2 separate regions of the Ovis aries genome follow, and region 2 is linked to region 1. Evidence: chromatin contacts called from public Hi-C data. All regions are on one chromosome and are shown on one strand. Each heading gives the region's core, a stretch centred on a gene start, on an enhancer-like site or on the middle of the called end of the contact. The rest is flanking DNA. Distances are from core to core; before and after follow the strand shown.

Region 1 (4,759 bases), core at 1,681-4,180:
GAACATAGTTGAAGACCAGTGTCCCCAGGTCAGCCAGAATAAATATTCCTGAACACATGCACCAAAACACGTGCTCTTTACTCACTAAGGCAGTCTTCAAACAGAGCCGATTTGTTCTCACGATTTTGTTTGTTCTTCGAACAACATGCTTCTCTGGGCTCCCAACCTCACAGAAACATTTTGGAGCAAACGAAAGATGGGAACATCTGGCTAAAGGAAACTTGTCACAGGCCCAGGAGGCATCACCGTGATCGACCCTCATGTCATAATTTGATGTTTTTAATGATGGCCATTTGTAATCAGGCAAAGCCTCAAGTAGATTTAGTACCTCCTGAAATCATTTAAGCTAAATAAAACATTTAAGAAATGTCAGAAAGAAAAGAAATTTGCATGCTTAAAATCAGAAAAGCGCAGGGAAAGTGTAGCATGGCTGTGTCCCCAGATGCGGAAGGACACTGTCTGGGTTACATATGTGAGTGCTGAGAAGGGCAAGCCGAGGCTGGTCACAGAGGGCGTCCCTTCCCAGAAGAGAGGATGTGAGGGGTAACCGCTTTTGTGGTAGCAGGGGTCTTCATCTGTGCTCCACACAGCTCTAAGTGCTTTTCCTGTATCAACACTAAATCCGTGGAACAGCTTTATGAAGTAGCCTTGTTAGTATCTTCCTGTTATAGATGAGAAACAGAGAGGTTAAGTAACTTCCCCCAGGTCACATAGTCGTGGAGGTTAGTCTGGCTCCAGACTCTATGCTCCTATTGCTCCCCCAGGTTTTAAAAGAGGAGAATAAAATTCACCGATAGGAAGAAAAACCATAGGAGCAATGCACTGAGTGCAGATGATGAAGGAAAAAGAAATTATTAAAATAGTACTTTGAAACTGTGAGATCAGGAAGAAGGCTGCCCTGTAGCTTTTTGCTGTTGTTAAAGAAAAATTCATGGGACATCCCTGGTGGTCCAGTGGTTAAGACTCCCAGCTTCCATTGCAGGGGGCACCAGTTCGATTCCTAAGAGAATCCAACTAAGGGAGAACTAAGAACATGCTGCCGATTCAGCAAAACAAAAAACATCAAAAAAATTCATGAAAAGAATGTGGTTTAGGGAGTTGTCTGAATGATGCATTAGAAGAGACCATCATTCAAAAACAGGAGTGATGATGATTTTATAAAACTCTTGTTTCAATTGTGAGTGTGTGTGCTGGGATGCGATAAACTATTTTTCTTACTAAGAGTCACAGTCAAGAGACTCTGAAAGCCCTTGCCATCTAGAGTTCGCTGCTCCACTGGGACTAAGCTGGCTGGATTTGCAGTCTCATTGCTGCTGGTCGCCTAATAGCTCCATCCATGCTGCCCACTCATTTCCAGCGGGAGAGTCCATCACTGACCGACTTGCTTGGGCAGCATCCAGAGTGTGGGTACATGGATTCGTTCACAAGGGGCTCTTATCAGAGGCTGTGTCCGTAGGTCAGTTGTGAAGTGTGGGAAAGACCAGACCGACAATAAACAAATGTGGATCAAGCGCCTACTATGTGAAGCGGCCTGTGTTAGGCGACTGGCGCTCTGACATTTTTGATTTAACAAATCTAAGTCTGGTGTAAATTTAAGAAACAACAGAAGGAAAATTTTGTTTTGAAATGAGAGAGAGAAAACCAAGTCCTCCCCCGTGCATAGCTCTGTAGCTTGACAAGCTTCAATATACGGGCTGGCTTTAACTCTGTTTTCACTTCCAGTGGGTATGCTTTGAGTTGGCACACAAAGTCAGTGTGTGAATGGCGTGGGAGTTGAGAAAGTTGCATTGCTGTTTCTCTTCTTAAAATTAACAGTGAAATTCTTATGAGAGCAGTGTAGGCCCAGGAATGTGCCTCACATGGTTCTCTAACTGCATAATTAGGGAGTTCTTCGTAAGAAAATAGTCCTCATTCTTCCCAAAATTGGTGTCCCCTCCTCCACAGCCTCCTCTGAGAAGGGGCTGACTGACAGAAGCGCCACAGCTTCTCCAAGTCCTAGAACCTTGCTGTCGATGTAGTATCCACCCCTCGCCATTAGGCCCTGTCAGGTGAGGTTTACGGATGTTTTGAACTGTCCTGAAGCCGTGTTGTGTTGAGCTTCCCTGCTTTTCTGGACCGCAGTGGCTGTCTCATCATCTAGAGTATGTGTCTAAGTTCCCAGAAGAGGTCAGTCTACAGTGGCCCAGGGCCACCTTCATAGCCAAGAGCCTTCTACAAAAAGTGGTCAGCGTGGGAGCTTGTTAGCAATGCAGACTGTCAGGGCCCATCTTCGCCCCACCAGATCAGAACCTGCATTTTAGTAAGAGACTCAGGTGATCTGTGTGCACAGTGAAGTTAGAGAAGTACTGGGGTTGAAACCTAGGAGCAACTCAGAGGCAGTCTGCTGCTGCTGCTAAGTCACTTCAGTCGTGTCCGACTCTGTGTGACCCCATTGACAGCAGCCCACCAGGCTCCCCCGTCCCTGGGATTCTCCAGGCAAGAACACTGGAGTGGGTTGCCATTTCCTTCTCCAATGCATGAACGTGAAAAGTGAAAGTGAAGTCACTCAGTTGTGTCTCACTTCGAGACCCCATGGACTACAGCCCACCAGGCTCCTCTGTCCATGGGATTTTCCAGGCAAGAGTACTGGAGAGGGCTGCCATTGCCTTCTAGAGGCAGTCTAGAATTCGATTAATATGTGGAGCCTCAACCAACTGCTGACCTAAAACAAATAGACTGCAAGTTATTTCTTCAACAAAAATTGGGTTTATTCCAAGGTCAGCAAAGAATTACAACTGGAGTTTTGCAACCTTGGTGAACTCTATGCTAGTCCCATCACAGCAAAGAGGGGAGAACTCTTCTGAAGATGCAGAGAGGAAGCTAGGGTGGGGGTGGCCTTTGGAGGAACTGAGAGCTCAAAGTATAGTGGTTTTTCATTGGCTGAGTGTGACAGTCGCTCGTTGGCCTAGCTCTTGCCAGGCAAGAAGAGGAGGTCTTTCTTCTTCCTTTTGAGCTCTGCTCTGGTGGGAGGGGCTTGAGAGTTCCCCCTTTTGGCCTCTTGGCTCTGTTTTAGTTGCAGGTTCTCTTTATTGATTTTTATACACCAACCAACTAACCAGCCAGTCAATGTCTACGTTTCTTATAGAACATCTACCATGTCTAGCATGATAACCAATACAGAGATCAAAGTAGCAAAAAAGCGCAGTCCTCGTGCCTCCCGAGTAAAAACTTTCATCACAATGGAAGCAGGATCAAGGACAATACCTAGGTCCAAGGAAGCAGTAGTAAGTGGGAGGCATTTGGTAAGTCTGTGGTTCCTGCAAACACGGAGGTCGGGAGGCAACTTTGGCTAATTGTGATTCCATCATAGTGAGCGGTCAAAGTGACAACAGAGAGAAAAACTTTGGTTTTCGTTTTTGACAAAAAGTAAACTGTTGGGACAGGTGGGAGGGCATGAAGGTAGGCACTGTGTTCTGTTGTGGCTTGAAACCTCTTCCAGAGAACTGTCAACCAGAGTCTGTAGTTATACAATGGCTACAAAACCACTCCTTAGGAATACACCAGTCATGGACAGTTTTCCCTCGGTATCCATGAGGGGTTGGTTGAGAACCTCTTGTGGATAACAAAATCCATAGATGCTCAAGTCCCCTCCCCATCTCGTCCTTTCGTGGGTGTTGATCTCTGTTGAACATCGTGCACCCCAAACTCCCTCTCAGAGTCTGCTTGCAGAGAACTTGCTCTGGGACAGTAAGATTACCACATTAACAAGCATTACAGGAAGACACTGGCTAGTTCATCTGTAGCCTGACAAGCCTATACATTCAGGTCGGCTACCAACTAAAAAATTCATCTCATTGGGAAATTGGATTTTACCTTATAAGCAAATGTTTTTATTTGCATACCCTCAGCACTCCCCCCTCCGCCCCCCAGGAAATGGCAGCGTGCTCCAGTGTTCTTGCCTGGAGAATCCCAGGAACAGAGGAGCCTGGTGGGCTGCAGTCCATGGGGTCACACAGAGTCGGACACAACTGAGTGACTTAGCAGCAGCTGCCCCCGCCCCGCAGCAGTGTTGTATTCAGGCCCGTCCACGCCATGTCCTCCACACTGCATTCTGCTCCCTGGACCACACCCCACCCCCCTCATTCCTGCTCTTAGGTTTTGTCTTATGCTGTTCCCACCGCTATAAATGCCCTTCCTTCTGCCCTGTTGCATGTCTGTGTAAATCCTACTCATTCAAGGTCTTCAAGGAAGGTACCGCTTCCTCCATGAAGGCCTCCTTGCCTCAAGTAGCTCTCTCTTGTTATTCCTTTATTTTTTAAATTGAATTACATTTTATTGTATTTTAATAATACAGCTCAATTAGGCACTGTTATTCTTAACTTGTTTCATGTGAAGCAGATACCAAATTCATACTTCCTAGTACCTGATATAGTCCAGAGCATTAGGTAGACACCCATAAAATGGAGAAGGCAATGGTACCCCACCCCAGTACTCTTGCCTGGAAAATCCCATGGATGGAGGAGCCTAGTAGGCTGCAGTCCATGGGGTCACTAAGAGTTGGACACGACTGAGCGACTTCCCTTTCACTTTTCACGTTCATGTATTGGAGAAGGAAATGGCAACCCACTCCAGTGTTCTTGCCTGGAGAATCCCTGGGACAGGGGAGCCTGGTGGGCCGCCGTCTATGGGGTCGCACAGAGTCGGACAGGACTGAAGTGACTTAGCAGCAGCAGTAGCATAAAACACTAGTCAACTGAATAAAAGACATGGATGATGATAT
Region 2 (4,759 bases), core at 1,137-3,636, 38 kb before region 1:
TCTGCATCAACATCTATTAATAGATTCTACTCTGGATCTAGAGTAAAAGACAGAAGTGGAAATGCAGCAAATAATAAAGAAACACTTTGGGACTTGCCTGGAAACAATGATACTGCTGGCTTTTTTTGTCAACTCCAGCCTCTATATTGCTTTTGAGATGGGTCTGTGTGAACTGGACTGCAACTTGCAAAGTCAGGACTAAAGAAGGGACAGGTGAACATAATTAGGAAAATTAGGAACAGAATAATAGGAATCAGCCAGCCTGCGATCTGGTTCATGGGTAATGGCCTTCGATTAGAATCGTACCGCTCCTTGAGTGGCAGTTCTAGAAATCTCAGCATCGAGAGAGGCTGTAATTGCTTCCAGTGTTATCTGCTTTGTTGTCTTGTCATTTTATTTCTTAGCTGTTTTATATTCTGGGCACAGAACCAGCTGGGGAGGATACCAACCCAGTGGTGTCATTGCTGGTGGCTCGCTGCTGGTACCGTCTGTTTAAACCTTGGCTTTTTATCCAGGTCCTTCTTACTGTTCATGGTGGGTCACTTGGAAAGATGTGGTTCCATTTGGTAAGTTGAGGAGGAGAGGGCAAGCGTTTTAAAGGTCACCAATTAGGCAGTGCTTTACAATTGGAAGTACCTTTGGCAATTTGCTTTTTTCCTTTGTTATACTTCGGCCTGTGTCAGGAAGAGCAACGCACGCACTTGCGGGCTCCGGCCTCCTGACATACCTGCCCTGGGTGTGACCAAGCAGATTTCCCAGCCGCCGGAGCCTGCAGGTTCCTCCCACTGAGTGAAGAGAGGCGGTCAGCCCTTCCCCCACCCGCCTTCAACATGAGGTTGGAGCGTAATGAGCAGCGACCTCTAGTGTGTGGTTCCGGATTTGCGTTTGGCTAAGAGCACAGAATGAAAAGAGCAAAGATGGGAATTCTGAAATTCCCTGCAAACAAAGGCAAGACGGACGGTTTCCTCCTTGTTTTTCCCGGGTAGACAAGCTCAGGACGGAGGATTCGTTTCACTTGCATTAGCACACAGCCATCAGGTCTGTAGATGCTACTCAAAGAGTTACCTTTTTATTTCTCCAGCAGATTTCCTCCAAGTAGATCACCAGTACTTTTTTTTTTTTTTTAAGCCTTCTTGGTTGCTTTTAGAGTTCAGTCAGGTTAGCATCAACCTCTCTAACTGTGGAGAGTGTATACCTACTGGAGAGAGGGTTGAGCAGGGGAGGATCGGGATGGGGGGATGCTCAGAGAGGGGCGTCAGGCAGGGTCTGTGGGGAAACTCAGGGTCTCCAGCTCGGCCTTCCTCGGTGGCAGCGGCTCTCTGGGGGCGGCTGTCTCTCCATTTCTTCATCTGGCTATCGGCTATGGAAGACTTCCTTCCCCTGACCTGGTCCTTCCAATAACAGCCAGCGAGGTTCCTGCCCTCTCTCTCTCCTTTCCTTGTGTCCAGCCCTTCCCACCCTTCTGAAGCCGGGTTTTGAGTCTCAGGGGTGATGTTGAGGCCAAGTTAGCTCACAGGCTGATGGTGTTCGTTCCCTCTGAACAATGAGGTCAAAGGATGATCTCCAAACTCTTGTCAGGAGCCAGGAGGAGAGTGTTCAGAGAAAGGCTAAAATCACAGTGCCTGGTCCATGACTTTGCTGTTTTGCAATGGGAATAGGGGTTTGGGGTTTGGGGAGGGAATATATTTCCCTGTAACTTCAACCCACTGAAGGCTGTTACGTTCACAGGATGTTTTTACGATAAGAACTGGGTTTGCCTCCTGCATCGCCCCCACCCCCTGCCTTTTAACAAAACTTCGAAGTAGAAATGCTGCATTTTTATGACTGGTTTTACTTTTTCAGTTATTTATCTTTTACTGCGTTGGGTCTTAGTTGGTGCATGTGGGATCTTTTGTTGTTGTGGGCAGGCTCCAGAGCATGGGGGCTCTGTAGCTGTGGCCTGAGGACTTAGTTGATCCAAGGAATCTGTGATCTTAGTTCCTCAACCAGGGATCAGTCTGAGTCCCCTGCATGGGAAGGTGGGTTCTCAACCACTGGACCCCCAGAGAAGCTCCTTGGCTGCTGTTTTTAAAGCTGTGAGCACATCACTGTGCTTGAGCCTTCCTGGTTTCACGAGTGCTTCCTCCTCCCTGCACTTTTAGATCGCGGACCTAAGCAGATGCTTCAAGTAAGAGCCAATCTTACAGCTGACAAACCAGATCCTGGGCTCAGGTTGTCCCTGGCCCTGTGTGCTCCCTTAACATCACACTTATATGCCAGGATCGGGAGTGACAGAGGAGGGTGAGCCCGTGAACAGGAAGATAAAGGGAGTGGTGGGAATTACACATAGTCAGGGCCAGGGAAGCCTGTGAGAGCACTGGATCGGTTCAGCAAGTTTTCCCAGGTGGCCTGGCTAAGCCTGTGGCACAGCTTAGGAACAGGTTTGGGGCAAGAAGAAGGTCAGGCCAAGGGGGAGGGACATAGCGAAGAGGAAAGGTGGCTAAAGCTCCCTGGCCTTGGAAACAAACGATCAGCACCTTGGCTCTGTCTTTGGTGATGTGGAAAGCTGCTAGAATCCCAGCTCAAGAAGGGTAAGAAAAGTAAAATAAAAATGACGGCTCAATAAAAACAATATTACTCAGCCATAAAGAGGAATGAAACTGGGTCATTTGCAGAGGCGTGGATGGACCTGGAGTCTGTCACACAGAGCGAAGTAAGTCAGAAAGAGAAAAACAAATATTCTATATTAACACATGTATGTGGAATCTAGAAAAATGGTACAGATGATCCTAGTTTCAGGGCAAGAGTAGAGACACAGACGTAAAGAATGTATGTGTGGACACGGTGGGAAGAGGAGAGTGGGATGAATCGGGAAATTAGGTTGGACGTAAATACACCACCATGTGTGGAACCACAGCGGGTGGGAAGTTGCTGCATAACACCGGGAGCTCAGCTTGGCGCTCTCTGATGACGTGGATGGGTGGGAGGGAGGGGCCGTATGTATATTATAGCTGATTCATTTGTTGTACAGCAGAAAATAACACAACATTGTTGAGCAGCTATACTCCAATAAATAAAAAGAAAAAAAAACAAAAATGACACCAGTAGGGGAAGATAATTCTGGTTGAGGTGGCAAGGGTCAGTGCAGGAGGGTAGCAGATTTAGAGGGAAGAAGTCTGTGGTGGAGGATTGTCCCCATGGGAATTTATCAGTATCTCTTCTCAGGCTGTGACGGTACAAAAGAAAGGTAGGAGGACTCAATAGTAAGAGACGAAAGTGGCAGCAGGACTTGCTAATGAACTGGACTAATGAAGATTAGGAATGAACCAAAGATTTCTCAGAAGTTCTCTGTCATGGAATAGGCAAATGGTAGCATGGATGAAGGGAGCACTCAGGAAGGGCGGGCTTTTCCTGGAAGTAGATGGTGATCCAGGTAAGGGCTGCACCCTGCAAGCAGAGCCCCGCTGGAGAAAGGTCAGGCTCACTTTCAGTTCTCACTGTCCCCCTTCTACACCCCTCTGCCTTTGCCTGGCATGGTTGCCATTCATCCAAAATGCGTGTTGACCCAGCAGATACTAATGGCCTTCTCTCCTTCCTCAAACCTCCAAACCACCTTCTTCATCTCATGCTCCTTCCGGTTACCTGCAGGAGCAGGCGCAGGTAGTTTTGGTTCTCCCATGACTTATAACTCTTTGGAGGGGAGTGAATCATCTTACGTGTCCTTTCTCATAGTGTATGCTTGGCATGTCACTGAACACCTAAAGTGTTCTTTACATGCATCTGTCAGTCAGGGCTCTTCAGAGAACACACACACACAGACTTAAGAATTGGCTCACATGCTTGTGGGGTTCTGGAAAGTCCTAAATCTGTAGGGCAGGCAGCAGCTAGGAAACTCAGGCGGAAATAGATATTATAGTCTTGACAGCATTTCTTCTTTGAGAAGCCTGTTCTTGCTCTTAAGGCCTTCAGCTGATTGAACAAGACTCACCCACATTGTTTAGGGTCATCTCCTTAAGGTCAACTATTGTAGATGTTCACCACATCAACCAAATGCCTTCACAGAAACGCCTAGATTAGCATTTTATTGAATAACCAGATACCAAATTGACATATATTAAAATTAACCGTCATAGAGCATTTGTTAATGGAAGCATGTTGAAGCACCAGTCACAGCTCGTTTCTTTGCACTTTGCTTTATTGTGCTTTGGGCTTCCCTGAAAGCTCAGTTGGTAAAGAATCTGCCTGCAGGATTCTTTAGGAGACCCCAGTTCAATTCCTGAGTTGGGAAGATCCCCTGGAGAAGGGAAAGGCTACCCACTCCAGGATTCTGGCCTGGAGAATTCCATGGACTGTACAGTCCATGGGGTCGCAAAGAGTCGGACACGACCGAGTGACTTTCTCTTTCACTTCACTTATTGCGATTCATGTACACTGTGTGTTTTTTTTTGTTTGTTTGTTTTTGTTTTAACACATGGGAGGTTTTTGGGTAACCTGTGCCAAGCAACCCTATTGGTGCTATTTTTCCAACAGCATTTGCTCATTTTATGTCTCTCTTTCACATTTTGGTAATTCTCACCATATTTCAAACTTTTTATTATTATTATATTTGCTATAATAATAATATAATTATATAATAATTATCTATCTATCTATCTATATATGGGCTTCCTGGTGGCTCAGAGGTTAAAACATCTGCCTGCAATGCGGGAGACCCGGGTTCGATCCCTGGGTCAGGAAGATCCCCCGGAGAAGGAAATGGCAACCCATTCCAGTATTCCTG

The links. A called contact is a pair of places that touch in the nucleus more often than the background predicts.
Region 2: a Hi-C map of tail adipose tissue shows a contact between it and region 1, with 2.6 times the contacts expected there. The contact joins two enhancer-like sites. A contact is called at or near these places in 6 of 16 Hi-C or Micro-C datasets (hypothalamus, liver, mesenteric adipose tissue and 2 more).

What each region holds. Positions count from the first base shown.
Region 1 is chr8:25,716,227-25,720,985 of ARS-UI_Ramb_v3.0, reverse strand. No RefSeq gene overlaps it. Among named protein-coding and RNA genes, the nearest start is that of CCN6, 19 kb to the right of the region's middle. Within about 2 kb of position 2,930, at least 8 of the 54 cell types and tissues checked have an H3K27ac peak or open chromatin away from gene starts, as enhancers often do.
Region 2 is chr8:25,753,183-25,757,941 of ARS-UI_Ramb_v3.0, reverse strand. No RefSeq gene overlaps it. Among named protein-coding and RNA genes, the nearest start is that of CCN6, 56 kb to the right of the region's middle. Within about 2 kb of position 2,386, at least 6 of the 54 cell types and tissues checked have an H3K27ac peak or open chromatin away from gene starts, as enhancers often do.